Regions from separate parts of the Rattus norvegicus genome. Here region 1 is linked to region 2. A link is a contact called in public Hi-C data. All regions are on one chromosome and are shown on one strand. Each heading gives the region's core, a stretch centred on a gene start, on an enhancer-like site or on the middle of the called end of the contact. The rest is flanking DNA. Distances are from core to core; before and after follow the strand shown.

Region 1 (5,005 bases), core at 1,656-4,155, 39 kb before region 2:
TTTAAGGCTTTCCAAGTAACATAAGGCTCCCTTCACCCCTTCAGACCTAAGATAGACACCGAGTCCTGCTGTGACTGGCTACGGGAACAAAACTTGCATCCCTGGTTCCCCTGCCCACATTTATAAACAGTGACTATTCATGCATCTTTGCTCAAATTACTCTAACTTGACTTTATCACCTACCCCTGCTAGCACACTGGATTGTAAAGGAGCTATCGCCAATGACAGATCAGGGACCATTTTACTGCTAGGGACCGGGCAACTACGGCAACTTCACTAGGCAGGTGTCATGGGTTATCATAATTATGATAATCCCATTTTACAGGAGCTGTTGCTCCTAATTTACATCAGAAGCTGTTAAGAAAACAAAAAACAAAAAACAACAACAACAACAACAACAAAAAAAAAACTTGAGGACACATGAGTAGAAGAGCTATTACACAATCCCAGAAGGATTCTGGCTCAGCGATGAGGACCACTGGTTGCTCTTCCAGAAAACCCAGGTTTGAGTCCCAGCAACCCCAGAGCGGCTGACAACAGTCTGGTAATTACAGGTCCTGGAGACCTGATGCTTTCTTCTGGTCTCAGCTCACACACTCATGCAGGCAAAACACTCATACACATAAGATAAGAGGGAGTTAGTGGCTCCTGCCTAGCAGGGACGACAGAGGGAGGCAGACCTCTGTGAGCTCCAGGCCAACCCGGTCTACATAACGACTTCCAAGTCAGCCAAAGCTACATACTGAAATCCTGCCTCAAACCCCGCCCCCACCAAAACAAAAAACAAAAAAACAAACAAAACAAAACAAAAAAAAAAAAAAAAAAACGGGCTTCAGATCAAAAGCCTCAACCTCTGCGCTTCTACTACAGTCGCGGTCTATTTTCCGTTCTACACCACATTTGACCATTATTACTATCCCTAAAGGAAAATAAGTTCTCCTCCGACTGTCAGACGGCTAAACCTTATCTGGTTAAGAGTGGCAGTCCCGGGCTGGAGAGATGGATCAGCAGGTAAAGTCGTTTGCCGCCACACCTGATGACCAGAGTTCAATCCCCGGAACCCACATGGTTATGAGACAACCGCGTCCGGGCATGCATACAAACACAAGTTTAAAAATACAAAAAGGATAAGAGCCCTGATTGGGTTCAGCCTGAAAAGATAAACACTTTCAGCTGAGTGTCACCTTGGGCAGGAGCCTCAGTTTCCCAGTGAAACCGGATTAACACTACTTCCCCAACCATGAAGAGGATCCAATGGAATACTTTACGGAAGTTCTGGGCACCCACTGAGCTCGGGAACCGGGGACCCACGGTGGCTGACAGCGCCCTGGAGACCTCAGCGGTCTCCATAACCACGGAGGACCGAGGGGGCGGGCCGGGCCTGGGGACCCGAGGGAAGAGAACCCGCCGCCCACCCCGGCCCACCTGCTCCTCCAGCCGCTCGATCTCCAACTGGTTCTTCTCCTCCTCCTCGTCGTACTCCCACTCGTCCTCCCCGGCGGAGCTCTCGGCGGAGGAAGCCATGGCGGCGTCCTCCTCATCCCCATCGCTCTCGCTCACACCTTCCTGGTGCACCTCCCGCTCAGGGCCCTTGGCTTTGGCTGTCTCCGCGCTGGACAGCACCTTCCTGCCCACACCCGCCGGCTTCGCCTCATCCTCCTCTCCCTCAGCCTCAGGCCGGGCCTGGGGCTCAACCTCCGGCTCGGACGCCGAGGATGCAGTCGCCGTCGCCATCTTGCGCAGCCCGCGATTCTCGGGTCCTCCCTCGCCCGCCGAAGCCCGGCGAACATTAGGCTGTCCGTGGCGTCTGCCTGACCAAAACTCCGCTCGGCGCCAGCGGAAGTGGCACGAAGGGCCTCAGGGCGGAGGAAGCCGTGAAGACTCCACCACTGATATTATCCTTAGGCGTCTCTGGACGCCACTGTCAGGAAGAAAGGCTCACTAGCATAACCTGCGTCGGGCTACGACCTTGGACAGCTTTTGGGTCTTGGGACCGGAAGTGGCAGCCATACCGGCAGTTGTGTGTGCGTGATGGCCATAGTTAAGGTCCAGACGCCATCTTAGGAAGGTCAAAGTCATTTTTTTTTTTTTTTTTTTTTTTTTTTTTTTTTGGACTAAAGGATTTCTGCAAGGCTCAGCCCGCTCCAGTGCGTTGTTGTTTCGCAGCAACCGGCCCTCAGGTGCGGACAAAATTCCAGTTCCTCCGCGATACAATGCACCATTCACGAGAAAAGCCTATCTCTCAGTATAAAGCTCCCTCCCCTTTCTAGCACCTAGTATCTAACAGGTGTTAGACGCATCGATTTTGTGACTATATAGCCAATGCTAACACATTACAGTAAGTATCGTCTCGGGATGCAGTGGATTGTAAAACAAACATGTACATGTCGAGGAGGTATGGTGTTTGTTTCTTTTATACTCCTCGTTGTTGAGGTAGAAAAAAAAAAAAAGAACACTGCTGTTTTCCTCTGCACTGCCTTTCTCCTTCATCAGCAAGGTTAACGAGACAGGAATTGCTTTCCTCGGGACTCCCAGGAATTTTTTTTTTTTAGTGACACCTAGTGTACACTTGACATGTTATTTGCTCCGTAGATGAAACGGCTGCCTTTGAATTAGAAAAAAAAAAGCCTGAACCTGAACAGAGACTCATGCAAGCTCGAATCCCAAATAAGCCTGAGTCTGAGCATCCTCGGGCAAGTCAGGCCCGGCTTCCCACTTCTGGGCGGCCCCACGCCCATCGCAGCACCAGACAAACGTGACCGCAGCTTCAGACCTTCCCGCTCTGCGCCGCGTCCACGCCCCTTCCGGAGGCGTGACCAAAGAGACCGGCCGAAACGCGTGCACGCGCTTGGAGCGGAGAGCGCAAGCGCCAAGCAGCGGTGACGTCATACAAGCGCGCCCTCCCTTCGGCGTCGCAGAGGTCGACGCAGGTGCAAGCCGGCAAGATGGCGGCGGCTGGAGCGGGCCGTCTGAGGCGGGCGGCGTCCGCGCTGCTGCTCCGGAGCCCGCGCCTGCCCGCCCGGGAGTTGTCGGCTCCTGCCAGGCTCTACCACAAGAAGGTATGGGCGGGCGAGGGGGTACGCGAACCATCGAGGGGACCTGCAGCTGTTGCACAGATAACCACCGAGGACCCCGCGGCCACCTCAGCCCCGCCGCGGCCGCTACTCCAAGTGTCCCAACTCTGACAGCCCAGAAGGGAGGGTCCTGGTATGTCGTGCCGGGGGTCAAGGGGCAGCACACATACATGCATGAGCACACGTTGCAGCACCGGCATGCTCACCAGCTAGGCCATTGCCCTGGCTAATTGGCCTTGAGCAAGTCACTGACCCTTGCCCAACCTTTCTCTTAGATCTCACATGGGTCTTCTGCAGTCCCTGTGTGTAGAGCGCTCGGTCCAACAAATGGAAACCACTTATGACGTTTACTATAGGAGCTGATGGCCTCGAGCTCAGCCAAGCACCTAGGCAACATAAAACTTCGATTCTCGGTTATTTATTTGTGGTGAGCAGAAAGTATGGAAGGGTAGTTTACGGCCCCCGCCTTCTAGGGACGTTAAAGTCCCCTTGACATGAGACTCACTCGAAAAAAACAAAACTACCACAAGCTGTACAAAACACCAAAAGTCCTGATTAGATGATGCGTGATGGAGCCCCAGGGCTTAGATTCAAGGTGCAGATGAGGGTGCCTCCTGGTGACTGGGGCTGGGGGGGGGGGTGGAGGGCACTCGGTTTTTATCTTGGTGTGTCCCTGACTTTAATGGCTGTTTGTTCTGCTCTGGCTTGGGTGCCATTGCCCAAGGCCTTCACCCCAAAGGGAAGGTTGTTTTGTTGACATTAGCTACAGGACCTTGTGCGAGCTGGCAGCGTTAAGGCACCAGAGGGCGCTCCTGCATCGGGGTGGCGGCGTGTTTGTTTACAGCCACCAATGACTCATTCATTCCCCAACCTCCGGCTCATTTCTAACAGTCACCTTGAAACTTCTTGGGAAATCTTACATTTGGAGCCATTTTTATTCTTGGGATTTTTAAGTGTATAATTCTCTTTGTGTATTGTGTTTGGTAAAAACAGAAATGGTGCTTGAGCACAGACCTGGTAGAATGTCTGAGTCAACTGATGGCTTTTGGTTGACAGCCCCTTGAAATGAAGGTGTGGCTGAGTTTTCACCGATACCATGGACGTATCTCCAGTACAAAGGTCGTTGGGGAGGAGATAGAGTTTAGGTCTCACTTTGAGCTCCTATCTCTGTCCCATACAAATTGCTGATCCGAGGGAGAGAGGAAAGCCTCAGTGATATCTGTTGATCTGCCATTTCAGGTTGTGGATCATTATGAAAACCCTAGGAACGTGGGGTCCCTTGACAAGACATCTAAAAATGTTGGAACCGGACTGGTGGGGGCTCCGGCATGTGGTGACGTCATGAAACTGCAGGTACTGGCTGGATGAAAAGGATCACCCCCTGCACCCCAACAAGAAGTTTGCTCACAGAGCATTTCATCTTGTCTGCCATTCCTGTGAGGAGGGATGGGCGGCTGACAAGGATGGGTCTCTGTTCCGAAACAGGTGGCCTCATTCTCCACAACACCACCACACCAAGGCATCGGTAGATCTTGCTTTCACCGAGTGAAAGACTTTGTGACTGTTCTGACCAAATGAAGGCCCCCAGTGAGAAAAGGAATGTGTTAACCAAACCTCTCCAGGAAAAGGAAGCGGGGTGGAAGGTGGTGGGCTGGGCCTAGGTCAGCTGGAGTTTTAGCTCAGCCTCAGCCTCCTTAATGGCAGGCAGAAAAGAGCTGTTAATTACAGTTGGTGCCCAAGAGAAAGGGATTGATGGAGACCTTGGTTACAGACTCTGTCAGTGCCTGAGGTGCTGATGGGGGGACATCTATAAACAGACCCCTGCAAAATAGGCACTCACATACAGCAGGCAAGGGCCGAAAACAACCAAGCGGGGTGAGGGGCACTGTTCCTTGCCCCTCTCCCAGCTGAGCCTGTGTGGACCCCAAGTT
Region 2 (4,694 bases), core at 2,108-4,607:
CATTCGTTGCTCATCTGTTTATCGACCACCTACATGTTCCTCCAGCTTGGAAACCAGAGCACATTACAGCCAGGCTCTGTCTCAGTCTCTCCCTTTGAACCACGGTGGCTTTTGACCTCTGGGCATCCTGCGATCTGCTATTTTTCCATCGCGTGCTGGTGAGAGAGAGAAACAGCTAGGTGCGGTGGACAAGGGTCTTAGTTCCTAAAGCGGATTGCAAACTTGGCCCATGAGGCAGCGATCTGTACCCCCCGCCTACGTATGTGCCCGAGGGAATGAAGACACACCCACACAAAGACAAGTGTCGGGGGCAGATTTCTACACAGCAGACCCTGAACTGGAAGCATCCCGGCCCTCGGCAGGAAATTCTGCACACGTGTGGTTCCTATTAGTAAATTTTCATCTCGACGTGACCACCTGACAGAACAACTTAAGAGGGGAGAGTTTTTGTTCTGCCTCATGATCTCCAAAGCTTCAGTGCAGATTGTCGGGGTAGATGGAGTTTGTGGCAATGACAAACTGTTTACCTCCCAGACAGGAAGTGAACAGGAACACAGAATGGGACAAGATAGAGCCTTGAAGACACCAAGTGTCTCACCATCCCAAAAGCTCGACCTGTCATCTACTCCCAGCTCACCCACGAGCTCATCCCTTGGGATCTAATGGCCTCTGGAGATGACCTCAGAGCCAATAAGAGGTGGAGTTTCACCTGCCTCCTTAGACATTTGTCAGTCTAATCAAGGTGACATCAAGACCAGCTATGACAAGCTGGAGATACATTGATTGTTTTTTTTGTGGCCATCTTGAGGGGAAGGAAGCCAGGGTAGGAACTCAAGCAGGAACATGGCTTGCTGGCTTGTTTTCAGGCCGGTGCTTAACTGGATTTCTCACACAGCCTAGGGAATGGTGCTGCCCACAGTGGGCTGGGCTCCTCTATATCAATCAACAAGACAATCCCTGATTCTTCTCAGGGGATAGACCGTGTCCAGTTCACAGAGCTAAATAGAACACTAGAGCTCAAGGATCTGAGCACTTACCCACAAGGGTCAGGGTTCATCCACAGTGATGCAGAAAGCGGGTGTGGTGGCACATGTCTATAATCACATATAATATGGAAGCAAAAGGATCAGGAGTTCGAAGACATCCTGGAGTACATAGTGAGTTCAAGACCAGGGGTTGGGGATTTAGCTCAGTGGTAGAGCACTTGCCTAGCAAGCGCAAGGCCCTGGGTTCAGTCCCCAGCTGGAAAAAGAAAAAAAAAAAACAGTGAAAATTCAAGACCAGCCTGGGCTATGTGACAGCATCTCTCATAAACAAACAAACAAACAAACAAACAAACATAAATAAATGTATACACACACACACACACACACACACACACACACACACACGAGCTAATGACAAAAAGTTTGCCCCTCATGCATGTGGTAGCCCATAGCTGGACAACAACAAGGACAGACTGAACTCTCCACACACACACAGCAAGAGAACACAGTCCGTGTGGTTCTAGGATAAAGGGCAGACTCAGTTGTTGGTTTAGAGTTGGTAGAATAACCTTTGGGGGATTTCTGGCTGGCAAGGGGCTCAAGGAACAGGGTGATTCTGATAATGGGGCCTTTAGGTCTGGGTCTCACGCATCGGGGAAAGGTACAATCGTGTACTGGAGATCTGCGTGGCCTAGCCAGATTATGACTCAGTTCAAAGCTCTTAAGAACCCACATCCCTCCGCCTGGGGATTACACATACAGCCCAAGGACTGGGGTCTCAGAACTTCCTGTGGCCGAGTGGCCAGCCAGCTGTGGCTGGCTTGTAAACATTTACATTCTTGCCGTGGAAGGAAACACTTTATGAGACTCACTGGGGGCCACGGGGGTGGCCAAAGTGCAGCTGGTGGCCACACTTCCCGTTTACCAGACTCCTGTTGGGTTTTTTCAGACTAGTCACCAACCTCCCTGTTCCACACACACACCCCGACACCCCGGTCAGCACCATGGGAAATGCAGACCCTGTAGGTCTAATAGTGAGGGGAGGGATGTGAAGCTCCCGGTCACAGGATGTCTCTCTCCTCTATTTCTCCTCGCTATACCCATCTCATCTGTCCACACTACCCTTCCCTTCCCTTTCCTTCCCTATCCTTCCCTGCCCACCTCATGATATGTTCTGGTTATTTTCCAAGTGCCACACAGACAAGTTTGTCCGTGTAGAACCTACATTCTAGTCAGAGGTTGTGGACCTCATTTGAAAGATGCCCTGATGGTGTCTCAGTGGTACTGGGCTGGCGACAGTGTAGGGGTAAAGCAAAGACAGCCAGAGGTGACCAGAGAGTCCAGGAGATGTCCTGAGAAATGGTCCAGGAAGGAGAGTGATACAGAGATCCTGGTAACTGTGGTCACCTGGTGTCATGGAGCTCTCGGGACATTTAAAGGGACTTGGTCTCCTCCACATCAACCATGTGTGTATGTAAAATATGGTCACTTCTTTCTTCCATCAAGCCTCTGTATAACCACAATTCCTTCCTCTCAAAGACCTAGAGAAAGGGATATTCAGAGTCCCATCTCCGGGCAGAGTAATGGCTCTACACCAACCCCTGATGGCTATACAGGCCTCTGGTCCTTGCCTGGGTTCCTGACCACATAGTTCTGACTCAGCTGAGCCCCCTGCCTTCCACCTCTGGGTCAAGTGTTACCCAGGGGCAGCTGTACAGGGGGAGCCTTCCAGGACATCCAGACCACCTACCAAGTGGAGCCAGGCTCTCAGGGTGGGATCAAGGAAGCAGCTGGTGTCACCAAGAGCACACTACCTGCCCTGAAGGTCTGTGGCTTGGCAGGGACACCTCGCATTGAGCGGCCGACCAACCAGGGCTGTCCCCTCTGCTGTCCAACAAGGTCCCTGTGGGAAAGCTGTGAGCTCTTGCCATTTGGATGAGGAACTGTCACAGTGATAGAGGCTTCTCAGGGAACTAAGGTGAAGGTCCCAGAAGCAGGGTTGTAGCACCCAGCAGGGCCCCCGCAAGGCAGGGGAAGCCTCAGGCACCCCACACTCTCCTTAAATGCTCATCGAGCCCCTCACCCCTGTATCTTTAGAGAAATGTCCTATTCTTGGACAGCTGTGCCCACAGCCCTCCCATTTCCCACCCAGACCCAGGACCCGGGCAGGTAAAGCAACAGACAGATCCTCAAGCTTGGGTCTAACCTATTGAGCCTGAGCCTGGGCTAGCAGTGTGGGTCAGCCGGGGTTGGGGGTACGGGGCCCAGCAGCTGCAAACATCTGGTTTGAATTGTCACTTAGAAGCTAAGGCCGGGCAGCCAAAGAATTTGTGAGCTAATTTTAGGCCAAAAGACAGAGCGCTCAGCAGGGCGGGGTCTGGCTCCCTAAAACCACAGAGGCAGACGGCCCGAGAGAGATGTGAGGCCCCCATGGTGCCCCCTCGACGGTCTGGCCTGCTTCACAGCTGGGGGATGGGCACAGATCAGTGCCAAGTGATCCCCCTCTCTACCTCAAAGGAGAGCAAGTGAGACCTAGAGATGGTGTTACCCACACTTCAAGTAAGCATCGGAGTCAGGATTTAAGGCAGTTACTCTGACTTGGAGACTTTCAAGGGTCCCGTTTCCACTCAGCCGTTTTTCTCAAAGCTTCCCTTCCTATGGATCCATAGGTGTTTTCTGTTTCTGTATTCCTACTGTGATAGATAGATAGATAGATAGATAGATAGATAGATAGATAGATAGATAGATAGACAGACAGACAGATAGAGAGATAGAGAGATAGATAAGGAGTATGAACTAAGCCGTCCCATAGAACAAATCCACAGCGCCTGCAAGAGGGACAGAGGCTGCTGGGGTCAACCCTGGTGGCTAGAATGGCCTTATCTGAGCAGGTAGAGTTCAGGCTGAGACTTAAAAAGTTCAAAGATAGGGGTTGGGGATTTAGCTCAGTGGTAGAGCGCTTGCCTAGCGAGCGCAAGGCCCTGGGTTCGGTCCCCAGCTCCGGAAAAAAAAAAAGTTCAAAGGTGTCAGCCGTGCAGAGGCCCATATGTAGCAGGCATCAGAAACGGCATGTGCAAAGGTCCTGAGGCAGAATGCTGTGCATCAAGGAGCAGGAGGCTTGAGGAATGGGGACTCAGAGGGAGGAGCACGGGGCCTTCCTTTAACCACCTGGACCAGATGTGTGTCTGAAAATGAACAGGGGGCAGGGTTGGGGCCTCAGAAGCTTCCATTGAAAAGTTGAGCAGACCCCCTGCCCATAGGTAGCCGATGAGCAGGTTCACCTTCATGAGGGTCCCTCTGAGCTTGTGGCCTGCCTATGGCTCCCTCTCCCCTAAATAACTGCCTTGCCTGGCTTCAGAAGGAGAGGATGTGTCTAGTTCCACAGTGACTTGATGTGCAGGGGTGGGTTGGGGGGTGGGGTCCTTCGTGTGTTAGTGGGGGAGGTAACACCCACTCAAAAGAGAAAGGGGGACTGGAGAGGGGGCTCAGCTGTTAAGAGCACTGACTGCTCTTCCAGAGGTCCTGAGTTCAATTCCCAGCAACCACATGGTGGCTCACAACTATCTGTAATGGAATCTGATGCCCTCTTCTGGTGTCTGAAGACAGCTACAGTATGTACTTATATAAAACAAACAAACAGACAAACAAAAGAGAAGGGGAAGGTGGAACAGGGGGAGAAGTTATATGAGGGGGCACTACGGGAAGAGA

Evidence for each region. Hi-C and Micro-C count contacts between places; a contact is called where the count stands out from the background.
Region 1: a Hi-C map of the A7r5 cell line shows a contact between it and region 2, with 5 times the contacts expected there. The contact joins the promoter of Iscu here to the enhancer-like site in region 2. A contact is called at or near these places in 9 of 12 Hi-C or Micro-C datasets (the A7r5 cell line, the Rat2 cell line, Schwann cells and 5 more).

The regions. Positions count from the first base shown.
Region 1 is chr12:48,516,596-48,521,600 of GRCr8, reverse strand. Iscu (iron-sulfur cluster assembly enzyme) reads left to right here and starts at 2,905. Exons shown (of 5, transcript NM_001105936.1): 1 at 2,905-3,059; 2 at 4,314-4,427. The coding sequence starts at 2,946. Sart3 (spliceosome associated factor 3, U4/U6 recycling protein) reads right to left here and starts at 1,748. Exons shown (of 19, transcript NM_001107156.1): 1 at 1,426-1,748. The coding sequence starts at 1,734.
Region 2 is chr12:48,478,849-48,483,542 of GRCr8, reverse strand. It overlaps LOC108352466 (a long non-coding RNA gene), which reads left to right. Exons shown (of 3, transcript XR_001840714.3): 3 at 1-1,041. Among named protein-coding and RNA genes, the nearest start is that of Tmem119, 8.0 kb to the left of the region's middle. Within about 2 kb of position 3,357, at least 5 of the 93 cell types and tissues checked have an H3K27ac peak or open chromatin away from gene starts, as enhancers often do. A contact at or near this core is called in the A7r5 cell line, where this site is marked.